Regions from separate parts of the Mus musculus genome. Here all the other regions are linked to region 3. The links are chromatin contacts, called in public Hi-C maps. All regions are on one chromosome and are shown on one strand. The core of a region is the stretch at or near the end of the contact, and the rest is flanking DNA. Distances in the headings are between cores, read along the strand shown. Region 1 overlaps Srek1 (splicing regulatory glutamine/lysine-rich protein 1). Region 2 overlaps Gm30551 (predicted gene, 30551). Region 3 holds the start of Nln (neurolysin (metallopeptidase M3 family)).

Region 1 (3,825 bases), core at 119-2,618, 360 kb before region 3:
AACAGAGCCTGGCACATAGCAAGCAGGCGCTCAATTGATAAAGATTGTTTCTTTTTTTTTTTTTTTTTTTTTTTTTGTGGGGAGCAGAAACAGTACTGGAGAAATCAAACCCAACCCACACATGGTAGAAAAGCACCGAGTTACACTCTCTGCCTTTCCTTCCCTTTCATAACATTAATTTTTAAGCATTCATCATTTTTTTAAGTATCCGATCTTTGAAAAATACAAATTAGGAGACAATGCTGAAAATAAAAGCATGAAGTAATGTGTTTGAACAGTTACTCAGAACATTGGAAGAGGAAAGACCTACTAAAGAGTAACCAACCAGAGCTGCTGACAGAACTCTCAGACAACCAATGTGTGCACACAGCCAGCCACTCACTCACTCACTCACTCACTCACTCACTCAGTCTTCCCAGCTCATTTCGTCTCCTGGTCCCAGAGCTTTAAGAGTATCTTCAGGACTGACTCTGAACCCTTTAAGTCCCTTCAACATAAAAGGAGCCAGGCATTGTGGTACACACCTTTAATCCAAGCATTTTGGAGAGTCACATGATCTTTCTGAGTTTGAGGCCAGCTAGTTCTATATATTGAGAGCTACATAGACCGTCTAAAAAGAGCGAGAGCAGGAGCAATAGAGAGTAAGAGAGCAAGCGAGCGAGCAAGCAAGCCAGAGAGAGAGAGAGAAAGGGTATTAAGCTAGTGAGCATGAACACGCAATGGAAGAAAGCCAACAAGCATTTCAGAGTCTCTGGAAAAATAAACTTATATTACTAATTAAAAAGGATTCAAATCATTTGATGCTGTGAAGCAGAGTATCTGGATGGTACAATAACATGAAGGCACCCACATGACCAACAAAATCACTTGCACCCAGGGTGCAGTCACAGGTTAGGCTGATACCCAGGGAAAAGGCTGTTTAAACCTGCTTCAGTGCTTCTATGTTGAGCATGTTGTGACCGGTGTTACTCTTTTCAACTTCATGGTTCTGAGCCAGTTTTAAGTACCACAGTCTAACAGTCTCACAACCTTACTGGAAGAAGTAAATAAGGTGAGAAATTCAAGTCAACTAAGAACTAAATTTGGCCTGTTATACCAGCATCCAATGAACACTACAATTAGCTTTTTATTATCTTTTAATAGGCTAGTGTGAAAAATAAGCTGTAAAATAACATTTTTCAAACTAGGAAATATATTCATTTATCAATGTATATGCAATGAAAAACCAACTTTAAAATGTATTAAGACATTTATTTTAAAATGTTTTTAAAAGACTAGGCTTAACTGATCATTCTAGAATCATCTGGGATAAGGGTATAAACAACCTTGAGGAAGTGTCTCATTTTGTAGCTGTTACCATAGCAACATGCTGCCACCTGGTGGCAGTATATCTATTAATAAGTGGAAAAAATAGTCCTAGGAGGAAAAGATCTAACGTTTAATACTAACAAAAGAGAATAATACTTAAACATCATACGTAAAGCATTTTGGAAGTTAACTTAGTCGACAGACAGGAATCACACTATGTGGAAATCATGTAACATGCCACTCTAGAGACACAACAAAGTCTCAAAGGTCAACTATCACACAAGAACTTTTACGTAGCCATTTTAAAACATTCTCCCCATCATATGCCTTTCTCTAAGAAAAATAGTAAGTAAAAAGTTAATCAGATTTAAATATTGCACTATGAAAGATAGCTAAGTGTGTCCAAATATTTCATCCAGAAGGTTCAATGATGCGGCAATCCCTCTGCTGGAGAAAAGCTGACTTGTAATTAAGGGTAATGTTACTAACTACTATGTTTGCATAGAGTATTTTCCCCCTCGGTCCCTCTTAGCTAAAGTTTAAGCAAGGTGCAGTGACAGATAGCTCAGTCAGTAAAGCATTTGTCATGCAAGCATGAGGCCCCGAGATCTGCCTCCAGAACCCATGTGGAAAAAGCACAACACATGATTAACAGAAACAGACTTAGTAGCATGCATCTTTAATGCCAGTACTGTCCAGGCAGAGACAAGCAGATTCCCAGGGATAACTGGCTCATCAGCCTAGCCTACTGTGTCTTGGCCAATGAATCACATCCAATGTCACCCTATGACCTCCACACACCAGCACCCACAGGCATGTGCACCTACACGCACACACAGAAGTTATGTATCACCAAACCTGCTGGTACTACGAGATCGTCGTGATGCATTGTAACTTCGGGGGGGTGTTCGGGACTTCTTCTCCTTCTTCCGTTTTTCATCTGTCTCTTTGGATCTGTCTTTTTCCCGTTCCTTGTCTTTATCTTGTTCCTTCTCCTTTTCTTTGTCTCGCTCCTTCTCATGGTCCTTTTCCTTCTCTCGGTCTTTATCTTTGTTTTTACCCCGCTCCTTGTCTTTTTCACGATCCTTTTCCCTCTCTCTCTCCTTTTCCCTCTCTTTCTCCTTCACTCTTTCCTTCACCTTTTCTCGGGTATCTTTTCTCTTGTCCCTTAAAAAAACAAACAGAAATAAATTTTTGGCTAAAATAATTCTCTCTCAAAAGGAAGAGGCCTTTCTTTCTACACAATTACCAATCCAAATCATCTGCATTGACTACAAATTAAAAAATTTTCTGTGTAACTCAGGTGTGGACCTGAGGTGTAGCAGGCTAAGCTGAACCACACTGGCCATATTTGCATCAGAGCAATCAATATTAATCTTAGATACTAAAGCAACAAGAAAGCCTTACTTCTAATAAACCTGAGCCACAATTTCACATGAGTGAAAACAGTGATAAAATTTAAACTCTCTGTGACAACTCAAGAACTCACCGTGACCGTGACCGGCTCCTTGACTTCCGCCTCTCCCTAGACTTAGAGCGTTTCTTGTGTGGGCTCTTGGATCTACGTCTATCTTTCTGTCTTGAGCGTGACCTATTATGGGATCTACTCCTAGAGAAAAATAAATTGTAAAGATATCAAAACTTATTCTTAGAATTTCAACTCCAAAAAAGCTAAGAATTCTTATATTCAAATAAGATCATTTAGAAAAACTATCCTATTTATTAAGACCTTAAATGACCCTTTTATAATGTTTTCATTATAATAGCAAACTAAATTACTGGGTAAGTTTACCTGCTATATTATATTGTGTAGAACACAAAACAAAAATAATTTAATAGTTATTTTCTCTGTCAGGCATAGTATTGTCAGGGATAGCTTTCCTTTTCATCAAAACATCACATGCCTCAAATCTGTACTGTTCCGTTGGCCCAAGTTTTCACATCACAGACTGTCTCTAATTCCTGGCTTCCCTGTAAGCTAGCTATGACTCATCTTGAGGGGAGCAGGGGTATGCTTCAACAATTTCTATAAGTGGCCATGCACTGTTTGTCGCAACAAATATTAGGAAGAAAGTAATAAAGTTGTCAAAGAATATTCATAAAAAATATTTTAATAGAATATATATGGAAGGATAGTACTGATGATAGTAACAGTATAATAAATGAAGCATGAGAAATCAGACAAACATCAGATGTGATGTCTTGATCTTATAACTAATTATAATCAGCTAGTAAAAGAAATCTTTATTACTCTATTATCCCCCCAGAAAAACATAACTTGCTATTTCAATTCTGAGGAGGCCCCACTGAAAACTGGGTATATTTTTAGTGTTTTTTTTTCCATAATAAATATCCTAGGCACTGTTTACTAAAATATAAAATAGAGTTGCTGATGTCGCTCAATGGAAGTTTGTACAAGATGCAATGCCCTGGATGTGATTTCCAACGCTACAGCAAAACAGAAGGACAAGTTTCCTTTAACGGGTAGCAGAACACATACAAAGCTTAAATACGGAA
Region 2 (3,779 bases), core at 930-3,429, 410 kb before region 3:
AACTGTGTGTCACTGTGGATGTGGGCTTTAAGACCCTCATCCTAGCTCCCTGGAAGCTAGCAGCCTGCAGATGAAGATGTAGAACTCTCAGCTCTGGCTGCATCATGCCTGCCTGGATGCTGCCATGTTCCCCATTTGATGATAATGGACTGGACCTCTGAATCTGTAAGCCGGTTCCAGTTAAAAGTTGTCCTTTAGGCTGGAGAGAGTGGGGCAGGAGATGGTGGGGGAGGCGGGAAATGACAAAGTTAAAAAAAAATTGCCCTTTATAAAAGTTGCCTTGGTTATGGTGTCTGTTCACAGCAGTGAAACCCTAAGACACCAGATCTATTCAAATGTCAAATCAAAAAACTTTTAGAGTTTTAGGAAAATAAGATATGCGGCAAAGGAGTTCCTTGTCCCAGAAGGTATTTATTCAGTAGCCTATAACAGGAATTTCCTAGGAATCTAGCAACCTGTAGCAGGGTAGAGAAGTAGCTCTGTTAGTAAAGTGGTTGCCATGCAAGCATGAGAAGCCAGGTAAAAAGCCAGGCATGGTGGTCCATGCCTATAACACCAGCATGGGATGGCAGAGGCACAAAGATGCTAGATGCTCACCGACCAGCCAGCTAAGCCTACTAGCAAGCCCCACCTTCCAGCGTCTCCAAAACATCTGAGGAACAGTACCGGGATTGACCTCTGAGTCCCACATGCTTTGTACCTGCACATGTGTGCACATACTCTGACATGTGCACACACCTACAAACAGGCACAAAAATAAGAGAGATGAGAGTGACAGAAGACACTTGGTGTTGGTCTGTAGCTACACAGGTAAGCATAAGTGAGCCTTCTGTGCACACATACAGAAAAGGTTACAGCAAGGTACAGAGCAGTGGTCCTCAACCTTCTAACAGTGTAGCCCTTTAATACAGTTCCTCGTGTTGTGGTAACACCCAATGATAAATATATTTTGTTGCTATATTATAACTGTAATTTTGCTACTGTTATGAATCATAACATAAATATCTGATATGCAGGATATCTGATATACTACCACTGTGGAAAGGTCATTTGACCCTCTAAAGGGGTAATGATCTACAGATTGAGGGTCTATAGGCCATGTTGACGTAGGAATTTAAGCAACATTTCTCAGAAGCAATTTGGCGATGAATGCCAATAACCTTTTCAAAAAAGTTCACCATCCAGTCTGAACCAAGGAAGGGGGAAAAATGTATAGATGGTTCAGTAAGTCAAGGCAACTGCAGCAGGTGTGGTGGTGTACACCTTTAGTCCCAGTAAGTGGGAGGCAGAGGCAGGTGGATTTCTGTGAGTTCGAGACCAAGCTGGTCTACAGAGCTAGCTCTAGGACATTCAGAGCTACACACACACACACACAAAAATCCCATCTCGGGGAAAAGAAGGAAACAAACAAAGCTACACATGCCGGACAACTGGACTTTTGAGTCCCACGAGAACTGGCTTCCAAAAGATGTCCTCAGATATTGGCATGTGGCATGCAAACACATGAGCGCGCGCGCACGCACACACGCGCACGCACACACACACACACACACACACACACACACACACACACACACACATAATCATAATTTAAATGCATAGGAAAGTAACTAAAAGTTGGACCAAAGTGTTAACGACTGAATCACTCACTGCTCTTGTGTAATGTAACCAGATGGAGTGTCACTGCCGGATCCCTGTAGCAGGGTAACCCAGTGGCCAGCAGATGGCGCTCTCCAACTCTAGGACTAAGATCCAGACCCTCTCCAGCTGCAGTTCCTCAAATCCCCTAGGGCCTCATTAACAATTGCATCCTTCTGGCAGAAGAGAGGAAAGATTGCAAAGAAACCCCACCTTTAACTTCAAAGGCTTAGTCTTGAAAGGGAACTGTGCGCACCACCTTTGGCCATGCTTGGTTGCAGATGTGGGCTGGAAAAACATCTCCCCAGACTAATTATGGGCAAAAGGAGCAAGATTTTTGGTGGACAGGAAGCCTTCTTTGCCACAGGGAGACTTAATCTTTATTTTATAAATGTTCTACAGTGAAAAGAGTATGTTTTAATAATCAGGAAAGGGGCAGTTAACGGTGTGTATAGAAAGTAAGTAGCAGTGTGTGAAGTAACAGTCTAGAGAGAAAACAGCGCTACATTGCAAGGATGACGTTCTGGGCAGCCCGGGAAATGGCCCAAGTTGGAACTGTAACAATGTAATAACACTCCGCTTTGGGAGATCCTTTCCCTCAACCACGCAGTACTCTAGTTTCAGTAGTTATGCATGAGACAATAACCAAATGGAACTTTTAAATTACCTACTTAAGCCTGTCAGAGTAGAGCACAGATTTTAGTAGGTGATATACAATTAGATAAAAGGCAGGGGTATTTTGATATTCAGAATATCAAATCCCTTTTGCTTAGGGATAAGCTGCCAGTAAGTTCAGAATGCCTTTGTCCCCACAACTACATGCAAGAGTTTGTAATAAATTCGGGTACAAATATAAAAGAGCCACTTTTCTGACTCTAAGAGGCTAGGAACGGTGGCTAGACTTTTCCTGGTAAAAGAAAGAATTAGGAACAACACAATTTTGTAATTTCTGCTTATTGAAGATATTCCATCAGGTGTGTGGGACAGAATGCAATTCAGTTTCTGGATAAGGCCCCAGGTTCAACCTCCAGTACCAACAAAACAAAAAAATTGGGATACAGTGTGATCTTTTAGAATGTACTGTAGCGTGTTATTCAACGGCATAGAAAATATGTGCATTTTTAATGTTTGTATTATTAAAACATGTATAGGTGTTTTGCCTGCACACATTTTTGTACACCACATGAGTACCTGTACCCTCAGAGGACAGAAGAGAGTATGGAGTTAGAGATAATTGTGAGCAACCCTGTGGGTGCTTGAAATCAAACCTGGGGCCTCTGCAAGAGCAGCCAGTGCTCTTAACTGCTGAGCCATCTCTCTAGCCCCGTGTGTCAGTTTTTTAAAACAAATTCCCAAGTATTATGCACAGTCATTAAAACATACGTAATATTTAGAAGTCAGAGAAACAAACACTAATATTATGGTTATCTCTGGGTGGGGGTGGGGTAAATCTTTTTTTTTTTTTTATTGTTTGAAAATTGTTGGGCTGGTGAGATGGCTCAGCGGGTAAGAGGACTGACTGTGCTTTCAAAGGTCCTGAGTTCAAATCCCAGCAACCACATGGTGGTTTACAAACCACCCGGCCAACAGAGGGAGCGGAGGTTCTAAATTCAATTCCCAACAACAGATGAAGGTTCACAACCATCTGAACAGCTACAGTGTGTGCTCATATACATAAATAAATAAATCTAAAGAAGAAAGAAAATTGTTTCTATTGTTGGAAAATTCTCTTTTCCAACATCTCAGCAAAAAAAAAAAAAATGTGTAATGCTTTGAAATCACATTTAAAATAATTTACCTCTATCTTATTAATATTTGGGAAGTTCTCCTGATAATATGGAAAAAGGCAATCTATGACACTGTGCATCTGTCCCAGTTGTGTATGTGTACAGTCGCATGCACTTCCCCTAAGGAGACATAAGCAAACATCTGGTCACCCCAGACTGAGCAGCAGTAACAGACAAAGGGACCGTTCCACACATGTCTAGCTTCGGGACCAAGTACATTTATTGGACTGTCTTAGTAAACATGGCTAAGGGATTAAGGACCGGAGTGTAGGCCATTCCAAAAAGCCTCACCCCAGCATGGACCAGTACTTCCAGGGCTGCATAGACAGAGTTCCCCTCTTAAGGGAGTTTCTA
Region 3 (3,786 bases), core at 398-2,897:
ACTCCAGCATCCACTGACAAGATAAATGGAAAAATACGCATATATTTATTACTACTTGATAAACATTAATCTTTATGAATGTCCCAGTTTTTTTTTTAAAGATTTATTTATTTATTATTATATGTAAGTACACTGTAGCTGTCCTCAGACACTCCAGAAGAGGGAGTCAGATCTCGTTAAGGATGGTTGTGAGCCACCATGTGGTTGCTGGGATTTGAACTCTGGACCTTCGGAAGAGCAGTCGGGTGCTCTTACCCACTGAGCCATCTCTCCAGCCCGAATGTCCCAGTTTTAATTGTATATGGTTAACTATCGGTAGATATAATCGACAACAACAAAATTAATGTTCCTAGGTTTTCAGCAATTTTTAAAGGTAAAGGGGTCTTAATATTAAAAAGTTAGAAAAGAGAGCTAGCAGCGTTATAATGGAAATTTATTCTCTCTTCTTGCTTTCCATTAAATGGAAAAAAGAACTTCATTTGACAGCTTTACCACTTCCAGCCTGGAGACCAGAAAACAACAAACCTTGCTCAAATAATGGTCACAGTCATCAGGTGAACTCTGAAGAATCACTATTGTCCCCTGGGTGCACAAGGGCTAAGGAACACAGTGATCCACGCAGATGAGTGGCAAAGCACAATAGAAAATGACGAAAAGCAGAAATGCTGATGGTTGAAATAGTTGTGTGCACATCTACAAACCCCACAAAGTTCTTTTTTCCCCGTTGAACTTTCACATGAAATTTCAGTGTAAGGCAGATTTGGCAATGGGAGGTGGTGGCGGCTTTGTTCCCGAAAACCCGGCATATCCGTGCAAAGAATTTAATTCTCTCACCATTTTGCTACTGGTCTGTTGCAGAGGGGTGTGGTTAGAGCGCTAGGAAGCAATTCAAACCGTGTCCAAGCAACAATTCTGGACCAAGTCAATTTGCCAGGTTAAGAGATCGAATGTTTTAAGGAAGGAGGGATATAAAAATGAAGTTAGAAAGCAAGGACGGAAATAAGTATGAAAACCAAAGCGGTCTCGGGTGTATATTAAACGCCTGGACCGCTAACAAGTGCATGAGGTGCGTACGAAAATGCTTGCTTTCTGGAGTCCACAGCTGCGGCACTCTCTGTATCAGGTCCGCAGGTCTGAAGGGCGCGTCGGTCTATCCTTCCGTATTTATTTTGGGTTGGGTCTGTGAACCCAACAATTCTCACAGACTGCGGCTGAAGCAATCCCAAACAAAGGGGAAAGGACGGCCTCCTGGGGGAAGCGGCAAGGGAAAGGTGGCCCCAGGTTGCTGCACCAGGTGTCCCTACAGAGTCCATCAAGCAGGCAGAGGGAAAGAACAGTCCCAGAGGCATCCTGGGTGGGTGTAGTAGGGCTGCACCAGGCCCCACGGCTGTCGTCGACAGACGACCCCACCCTTGCCCACGGTCAAGGTTAACCCGCCCACTAGAGTACCTGTGGAGGCCTCGCAGAGCCGAAAGGCACAGGGTGATCATGGGCAGGCCGGGAGGCCGGCAGCAGCTGGCGCGTGGTCCTCCGGCTTGGTAGGTGCAGGAGGCGGGCGGTGGAGTCTGCGAGCCCGGAAGCCGAGAGCGGGCAGAGCGGAGCAGACCAGATCTCGAGACTGAGGCCGCTAGCCAGCGCCCTCCCACGTGCTGCAGGCCCACGCCTACGCCGTGGCCCCGCCCCTAGCCCCGCCCCGCATCCGGCTCCGTCCCCGCCCCGAGTCCATCGCCCCGCCCCTCTCTCTGCCCCGCCTCCACCCCACCCCTCCGTGCCCTGCTCCGCCCCTGGGGCGGATCCAGCAAGCACTGTCGTCCGAGAGCCTTGCGAGCAGCCGGGTGGGCTGAGGGGGCGGCGGCGGCGGCAGCATTGGAGCGGGGGAAGTTTGGGAGCCGTGGCCCCCTCTGCGATCCAGAACACCGCTCAAGCCCCGAGGACCGCGGGGACAGGCGGACCCGCTTCCCGACGCCCCCGGGCCCGCAGCCGTCATCTCGTGTCCTCTCGTGGTAAGGGGCTTCTCTCTGGAAAGGGTGCGTCTCCCGCAGCCCCAGATGGAGGCCTGCACCGCGCACCCCCTGCAAACACTGTCTGGGCTGAGGCAAAGCCGGGGTACAACGGGGAGGGAACCATGGGGGTGGGAGGTGGATGTGATTGGAGATGTAGGAGGGGAAGCTTGGAGGAGGTTGGACAGCTCTCCCCACCCCCATTCTGTTTCCCTCTTCTGCCCCGGGTCCTTAGTCAGAGAGTGAAATAACCTCTCTGGCCTAGGGAGTAGATTCGCCTTTAAAAGAAGTACAAAGCTAATAAACATCCTAGAAGCGGGTACCACACCCTGGCTGTGAATTAGGGATCCCGGGGAGCAGATTGCTGATACGATTTAGTGGAAATAAGCCATTAATGCCACCTGGCCCTGCGCCACTGTTTGGATGCATAGTATTCCATGTGAATGAACGCGGCCAGGAGCTTCCAGCTTGTCCACGAGAGCACAGCTACTGCAGGCAGGGGCAGATCGGTTTGTACTATCTATCGGGTTAGACGGTGATTTCTGACCAGTGTACTGATTAAATAGAAACGCCGGGTTTTAACAATAACACTCAATGGTTGAATAACCTTTCCACAGAGCCTTGTCGTCAGCAAGTGACTCTTAACCTACAAAAGTAGTAGAGTATAAATGATTAATACATTAAAAAAAATCTCTTGGAATAAAGGAAGATGCTCTCACTATGGCTCACATTCTGAGTCAGCAGTACGAGATCTCCCTCAACTTAGAAGCGAGGCCTTTCAAGGGTGATTCTCCATATGTCTGCACTCCTATACTTTCTTGTATCTGTATCATATATGCTGTTAAGACACGGTGAGCTCTAGGCGTTGCTACACATGTTTTGAAAATCTGTCTTTGTTATTTTTATTTTTTTACTGATGCAAGCTTTAACATAGTTGAATAGTGCTGGGTCTGAATGAGCATGTGGAATACATGACTATAACCACTTGTGCTTTCTGGACCCTTTAAAGAGAGAAAAGTAATCAAGGTAATGAATATTTTTGCTTTTATTGCTTTGAACTTGGTGGATGACCCTTGTTATTTTCTTCTTCTTTTTTAATCAAGGAGATATTTAAGCGTCTAAAATGTCATCTGTGAAGCCCCTAGTTTATGCAGTTATTCGTTTCTTGCGGGAACAAAGTCAGATGGATGCATATACTTCTGATGAACAAGAAAGTTTGGAAGGTAGGCACCTATTGTTTGTGTCCTAATTTTGTAAAGAAATACTAAAATAGCTACAATCCAAAGCTTATGGTTTTTAATAACAAAATCAGAATATTTTGTTGAGAGGCTTAACTAGATATGTTATTTCCATTTTTTGAGGTTTGTTTTAACTAATAGGAAATAGGACTATTTGTCTACTGAAAAATTACTGTCAGAAGTATGTCATTCATATTTTAGGGAAGTTTTTCATCATGGGAACATTATCCCCAATGAACAGACTAGGAAATTAGATTGTTTAAGCAGCAGAACGGCTACCATGTAACAAAGCTGATGTTTACATTCAAATCTATACTTCAAAGATTTCCCCCTATTTTCCTAATAGCAAAGAATCTCATTCTGAACATACGAAAATACCTTAGTCATGGCAATAGCACCGTGTTAAAAACAAAACAACTCAGTAATTAATTAGTACTGTTACCGAACTCTAGCAAACGGTGCTTTGGAGGATGAGAGAATTTCGCCCTTGTTTTCCGTGAGCTTTAAATCTTGGATTCAGTAAAGCTAAGCAGGACTGGAGGAGCACC

The links. Hi-C and Micro-C count contacts between places; a contact is called where the count stands out from the background.
Region 1: a contact with region 3 is called in a Hi-C map of B cells, with 37 read pairs. The contact joins the enhancer-like site here to the promoter of Nln in region 3. A contact is called at or near these places in 7 of 39 promoter capture datasets (the C10 cell line, the SN4741 cell line, cranial neural crest and 4 more), 3 of 15 datasets of contacts at CTCF or cohesin (the NIH/3T3 cell line, large pre-B cells and pro-B cells), 8 of 484 Hi-C or Micro-C datasets (B cells, CD4 T cells, DN3 thymocytes and 3 more), 18 of 115 datasets of contacts at active chromatin or transcription factors (the 230-238 cell line, the NIH/3T3 cell line, the SCID.adh cell line and 11 more) and 4 of 9 other capture datasets (adipose tissue, embryonic stem cells, liver and 1 more).
Region 2: a Hi-C map of uterus shows a contact between it and region 3. The contact joins the enhancer-like site here to the promoter of Nln in region 3. A contact is called at or near these places in 3 of 39 promoter capture datasets (hippocampal neurons, liver and pre-B cells), 2 of 15 datasets of contacts at CTCF or cohesin (embryonic stem cells and pro-B cells), 15 of 484 Hi-C or Micro-C datasets (the C2C12 cell line, CD4 T cells, the G1E-ER4 cell line and 9 more), 10 of 115 datasets of contacts at active chromatin or transcription factors (the HPC-7 cell line, astrocytes, craniofacial prominence and 5 more) and 2 of 9 other capture datasets (embryonic stem cells and liver).

Annotation. Positions count from the first base shown.
Region 1 is chr13:103,750,228-103,754,052 of GRCm38.p6, forward strand. Srek1 (splicing regulatory glutamine/lysine-rich protein 1) reads right to left here. Exons shown (of 12, transcript NM_001361085.1): 8 at 2,798-2,917; 9 at 2,167-2,475. Among named protein-coding and RNA genes, the nearest start is that of Srek1, 22 kb to the right of the region's middle. Within about 2 kb of position 1,369, at least 8 of the 459 cell types and tissues checked have an H3K27ac peak or open chromatin away from gene starts, as enhancers often do. A contact at or near this core is called in B cells and pancreatic islet, where this site is marked.
Region 2 is chr13:103,701,867-103,705,645 of GRCm38.p6, forward strand. All of the region lies in intron 1 of Gm30551 (predicted gene, 30551), which reads right to left. Among named protein-coding and RNA genes, the nearest start is that of Gm30551, 3.9 kb to the right of the region's middle. Within about 2 kb of position 2,180, at least 21 of the 459 cell types and tissues checked have an H3K27ac peak or open chromatin away from gene starts, as enhancers often do. A contact at or near this core is called in uterus, where this site is marked.
Region 3 is chr13:104,107,967-104,111,752 of GRCm38.p6, forward strand. It overlaps Nln (neurolysin (metallopeptidase M3 family)), which reads right to left and starts at 1,648. Exons shown (of 13, transcript NM_029447.2): 1 at 1,450-1,648. The coding sequence starts at 1,490. It overlaps Sgtb (small glutamine-rich tetratricopeptide repeat (TPR)-containing, beta), which reads left to right and starts at 1,775. Exons shown (of 11, transcript NM_144838.2): 1 at 1,775-2,003; 2 at 3,104-3,223. The coding sequence starts at 3,124.